2 separate regions of the Macaca mulatta genome follow, and region 2 is linked to region 1. The links are chromatin contacts, called in public Hi-C maps. All regions are on one chromosome and are shown on one strand. The core of a region is the stretch at or near the end of the contact, and the rest is flanking DNA. Distances in the headings are between cores, read along the strand shown.

Region 1 (2,861 bases), core at 252-2,751:
TCTCAAAAAAAAAAAAAAAAAAAAAAAAAAAAAAAAAGAGAGATTCTCCTGCCTCGGCCTCTTCAGTAGCTGAGATTACAGGTATCTGCCACCATGCCCAGCTAATTTTTGTATTTTTAGTAGAGGCGGGGTTTCTCCATGTTGGCCAGACTGGTCTCCAACTCCTGACCTCAGGTGCTGCACCCGCCTCAGTCTCCCAAAGTGCTGGGATTACAGGCGTGAGCCACCAAGCCTGGTTGATAATTTTATAAAATAAAAAAAAGCAGGCGGGGCGCAGTGGTGGTGGGCGCCTGTAATCCCAGCTACTCGGGAGGCTGAGGCAGAGAATCGCTTGAACCGAGGAGGCGGAGGTCGCAGTAAGCCGAGATTGCGCCACTGCGCTCCACTCTGGGCAACAGAGTGAGATTCCGTCTCCAAAAAAAAAAAAAAAAAAGTAAAAGAAAAGAAAAGGCAGGCTGGGCGCGGTGGGAGGCCGTAATCCCAGCACTTTGGGAGGCCGAGGCGGGTGGATCACCCGAGGTCAGGAGTTCGAGACCAGCCTGACCAACGTGGTGAAACCCTGTCTCTACTAAAAAATACAAAAATTAGCCGGGCGTGGTGGGAGGCACCTCTAATCCCAGCTACTCGAGAGGCTGAGGCAGGAGAGTCGCTTGAACCCAGGGGGCAGAAATTGCAGTGAGCCGAGATCGTGCCACTGCACTCCAGCCTGGGTGACAGAGCGAGACTCCGTTTCAATTAAAAATAATAATAAAAAAAAAAAATAAAGAAAAGGCTAGACGTAATTATTACCAAGATGTTTCTGCTCCTTCAAACTGCAACAGCAGTTGTAATTTCAGTGCCTAGAACAGTAGTAATTGGCACGTATAAGGCGCTCAATGAATAGCTGCAGGATTAACTGATCATTGTCTCCCTGAACAATTCCTCCTGCACCATACCATAGTCAAAACACAAAAAGCCAAAATATAAAAGCCCCTAATACAACTACGAGTCCGTGGAGCCAGGGCTTTACACAAATGTATGTCGTGTACTACATATTAATACATATGCACATACAATATTTTGTTCTTCCGGTGTTAACGACTAATGGAGGCAAATCTTTCTCCCTTTCGTAAAGGGCTAAAACTTTGCATTTTAAGGAAGTTCCGAGAGCTGGGTCAGAGGGGAGGGTCAAAGGGCACAGACTTCCCAGGTAGCAGAAAATCCCCACGGTCTTAGTACTCGCTACTGTCGACCGCGCAGGCGCAGGAAGGGGCGGGACCGAGGGGAGAGGCGATTCGCGGGATTCCAGAGGCCCCGCCTCTCGTGCGTCAGTTGGTCACGTGGTTGTTCGGCGCTGGCAAGCGGAGTTGGTAGGGCTTTGCTGCAGAGCGCGCGGGACACTCCAGCGACAGTGGGGATCAGCGTAGGTGAGCTGTGGTCTTTTTCAAGGTGCTGCAGCCACAGCGTTCGCTACGAGGATTGAGCGTCTCCACCTAGTAAGTGTGCAAGAGGCGGCAGGAAGTGGGTACGCAGGGGCGCAAGGTGCACAGCCCCTAGACGACTCGGTTTCGTTCCGGCCACCCTCTGAAGCCGCGTCCTACTTTGACAGCTGCGGGGCCGCGGCCGGGGTAAGGGCGAAGGGGTTGTTGAAAGGTCGCTGGTGGCGCGGCAGGGTAAGGAGGTGAGTCAAGGGACTGCCCCATTGGCTGGGTCGGGTTTGGCGCGCTCTCACTTCCACGCTCCCTATTGGCTGGCTGGCGCAGTTCCTGGGTCGCGCGCCGCGGTTGGTAGGTCGGGCGCGCGGGGCCACACTGCCCGCCCCCTAGCCTGGCGCTGGGCCTCCGGGACCAGCTGGCTGGGTCCGGGCTTGGGGAGTGCAACGCTGGTGAGGGACTCAGCCTGGGCGTGCCTAGCTGTGGGGATGAGGCTAGGCATCCATCCTCTTGGCAGTTAAGTGGCTGGTCCTGATCTGAGGGATCTGCAAATTTGGCTCGTGGGAAGAGGTCGCTGAATTCTGCGTCTCCCATTAAACGGATACTGGCGTTGCTGATACGAGGTTCGCATGGATCCCTGTCCTATGCCGGGGTTTTTAATCTAGCTATTAAAGAAACTAGAGAATAACAAGCAAGTAAGGGTGCAAGGTCGCTGATAGGCGTGGGAAACTTGTGAAGGATTAGACTGCTAAGTGGTTTTCAGCTTTTTTCATACTAAAGTACATTTTACATCGCAACCTAGGACACAGCCATCTAACCAACTGAGACGTTGATGGAAGCACTATTTCTCATCTTTTCAATTCCATTCTGTTCAGTTGCATTTTTCTAAGCAGTGTTGCTCATGATTAACTAAATGATTTTGAGATCACGACTCACGACCCACGACCCACAGTTTGAAGAACATTGCCTGGGGTCTGTTTACGGGGGCCCAAACCGCATTTTCTTAACATTAAATGCAGTAGAAAATAGCAGGGTGCCCGCACAAATTAGATTGTTTTGTTTTCTAAGCTTTTTTTTTTTTTTTTTTTGTGAGACGGAGTCTCACTCTGTTGCCCAGGCTGGAGTGCAGAATCTCGGCTCACTGCAGCCTCCACCTGTCGGCTTCAAGCGATACTTCTGCCTCAGCCTCCCGAGTAACTGGGACTACAGGCGAGCACCACCGTGTCCGGTTGATTTTTGTATTTTTGGTAGAGACGGAGTTTCACCACGTTGGCCAGGCTGGTTTCCAACTCCTGACCTCAGGTGATCCGTCTGCCTCGACCTCCCAGCACTTTGGTGATCACTCAGGCGATCCGCCTGCCTCGACCTCCCAAAGTGCTGGGATTACAGATGTAAGCCACCGCGCCCGGCCTGTCCTCAGCTTTTTTGTTTGCACATGTGTGTGCGCGC
Region 2 (2,861 bases), core at 116-2,615, 59 kb before region 1:
ACAGCGGAGTCATTACCAACTTCCCCATCACCCACATTTTCACCCTCTGGCGGCTGCTAACGCTGCTGCCAAGGAGAATCATGATGGCAAAAGGAAAAGGGGTATATAATACGGTATTAATTACTCCGGCTCTGTGGTTAGACCTGATTAATGCCCGGGTTCCCAACACCCCCAGCCTGCAACTAGTCCTACATTCCCCAAGGGAGACTTCCCTGTGGATTTGCCCCCGTTCAAGATGATGGGGAGTGCGATTTATCTTCTTGTGAGCATTGCCGAGGCAAAGGTGGCGGGTTCTTCTCCCAAATCCCAGGCGGTGCCCGGAGACCACCTGCCTTCCACCCCTCCAGGTCCCACCCCCACCCCTTGCCTTCAGCGGCAGCGACTCACTCGCACCACGGGAGACACAGGATCACTCAGGTTTTCACTCATTTCATCGTGGAAACAATTCCCGCCCGGGTGGAGTAGGCGGGAGAGGGTAAATGGGAAGGTTCAGTGGGGAAAAAAAGAAAATAATTGTGTTAATATTACTTCTAAAGTAAGCCCACCCACCCTCCCCCCCAAAAATTAAGTTCCCGGATTAGCTCTCTCTCGTTGAACAGACCATGTTTCCAGAGTTTGGATTGTTTAGGGTGGGGTCGTTAGTTTGTTTCCCGAGGGGCAGGGGGTGGAACTGAGGCAGTTAGGGCAGGGTGGGTGACAGGGAAATCCCCTCCCTGTCCCCGCGAAGCCCGGGACTCACGGACCGACTCTCGGGCGGGGTTTGGGCCCTCTAGCCGCAGCCTGCGGGCGGAGCGGTGGCGGCGGCGGAAGAGGCGGCGGCGGCGGCGGGGGCGCTGCTCGTAGCACGGGCAGGAGCCATGTCAAGAGAAAACCACCAGCCAACTGAGCCCCTCCATCCCCGCTGCAGTGCGCACTGTGACTGGACCGCCCGCGCTGCTGCCGCCGCTCAGCCCCCACCTGGGACCCATAGTCTGGCTCGGCGCCCTGGGCGGCGACGGAGGGGAAGGACGCGGAGACAGCGGCAACAGGGAGAGAAAAAGAAAAAGAGGAAAAACGAGAAGAAAGATGGGGAGTTGGATCGGTACTGGCGGAGGAGGGGGAAGGGAAAGGAAGCCCTGCGCTAAGGGTCAGCGAAGTAACCCCCCAAAATAAAGTTATTTCAGTTCAAGCATCTGCTCTTGAGTCTTTCTTCCCCCTACAGTCGGATTCCGGCTCTCAGAAAAAGTCGAGGAGACCCGGAGGGGGGAAAAGCCGAAGCTGTTGGTGAGCCTCCGCGGCGGTATTGCCTCGTTCCCCCCCCCACCGGTGGCTGCAGAAGCGGCGACGGCCTCGGGCGCCTCCCGGGTCCGGGGCAGAGTCGCGTTTGAGAAAGAACCGAGAACAAACAACTTAAAATGGCAGCGAGGCCGCTGCGTCACCCGCCTCTCACCGGCACCGCCCCGGTGTGACTGCGACTGCGCGTCCTCTGGGACCCCACCATTTGCACAGAATCAAAGGGGGAGAAAGGATTGGAGGTGGGAAACTTTGCAAGGTTATCGAAAAACAGGAAAACAGATCAAGAGGACAGAATAGCAGTAGGTCTTTTAAAAGTTGAGTCTTTGAATTTAACCTTTCCATTTCAGTAATCTCGCCTCAAAAGGGAGTTTGAGTGTTGAGACGCCTCTCTCCTCCAGTATGGAGTGTCCAAGGGGCGTGGAAAGGGTCTCCCCGCCACTCCTCCGCCCCCCTTCTTCAGGAAGTCCCGGTCTCCTGAGTTGGCTCTTCGCCCCGCCCCGATGACATCATAAAAGCACGCCCTCTACCAGCCTCAACAAAACACCCGGATGGAGTCGCACTTCCCGAGTCTCGTCAGCCTCTCAGAGTCAGGCTGGGCGCGGGACAGAGCCGAACCAGCGACCTGGGCGGGCCAAAACTGGGGAAGTGGGCGGAGAGTGGGCGAGCGTAGGGGCGGAGCAAAGAAGGAAAAGGAGAGTGTGTGTTGGAAGATTGGAAGATTCTTATTTCGATTCTTATAATTGTTAGTTCTTCTTGGGGTCGCTCCCGCGGTATCCTGCGGCAGCAAACCCAGAACTCATTTCGACACCTGTAATTTAAACGGCGTGCTGGAGCAGATGTCTCATATTAGTGCCACTTGCCTCTGTCCCCACCCCGCCACGTGCGCAGGCAGGGAGGGCGGTCCTCAAGCTTCGAACAAGGTCAAAGACCTTGTACAGACGTTGCTGCTGTGGCTTAGGAGAGGAGCAGTCCAGTCCGACTCGTGGATTTTTACCCACTGCTGTCAGAACACACTTTCTGTTAGGATCCCCCAGGACCTCAGACTTACAGCCTGCCCCTTAGGTGGTTCACTGTCTTCAACGAAACGTTTGCTGCCGAATCGCACGTCCTTGGCCCAAAGAGTCCATTTTTCAAAGCTCCAATGTGCTCATTAAAACACAGTTATGTAAGTACTTAGCAAAGGTCAATACTCCACATAAGCAATGCTTATGTGCTCATTGGCTACTCTGCTGAGATTTTAGAAGTCAATTGGGACCCCAATTACTACTTTTCACTTCGTGAAGTCAAAATAGATCAGCTGTAATAACATTATTTCAGCCATGAGCCAAAAGAATAACTGGTACTCACCCTTTAATATAAATTGTCCAGAACCAAAGGATGAGAGTCCTGAGGTTTCCAAATAACTTCTAATCTCGGGAAGATAAAGCTTGCATTTTGCTAGTGCTTTGCTGATTTGTTTTCAAAATCATGTAACTATGGAAAGCTCACAGGGATAAAACTGAAAATGTCACGTAGTTTAGGGCATTGGTTTATAAAAGAAAGATTTTTAAAAGTAAGCCGAGCACGGTGGCTCACGCCTGTAATCC

Evidence for each region. A called contact is a pair of places that touch in the nucleus more often than the background predicts.
Region 2: a Hi-C map of fetal cortex germinal zone shows a contact between it and region 1, with 2.5 times the contacts expected there. The contact joins the promoter of C4H6orf62 here to the promoter of GMNN in region 1. A contact is called at or near these places in 2 of 14 Hi-C or Micro-C datasets (cortical neurons and fetal cortex germinal zone).

Annotation. Positions count from the first base shown.
Region 1 is chr4:158,326,143-158,329,003 of T2T-MMU8v2.0, reverse strand. GMNN (geminin DNA replication inhibitor) reads left to right here and starts at 1,501. Exons shown (of 7, transcript NM_001258199.1): 1 at 1,501-1,607.
Region 2 is chr4:158,384,931-158,387,791 of T2T-MMU8v2.0, reverse strand. It overlaps C4H6orf62 (chromosome 4 C6orf62 homolog), which reads right to left and starts at 1,365. Exons shown (of 5, transcript NM_001194185.2): 1 at 1-1,365.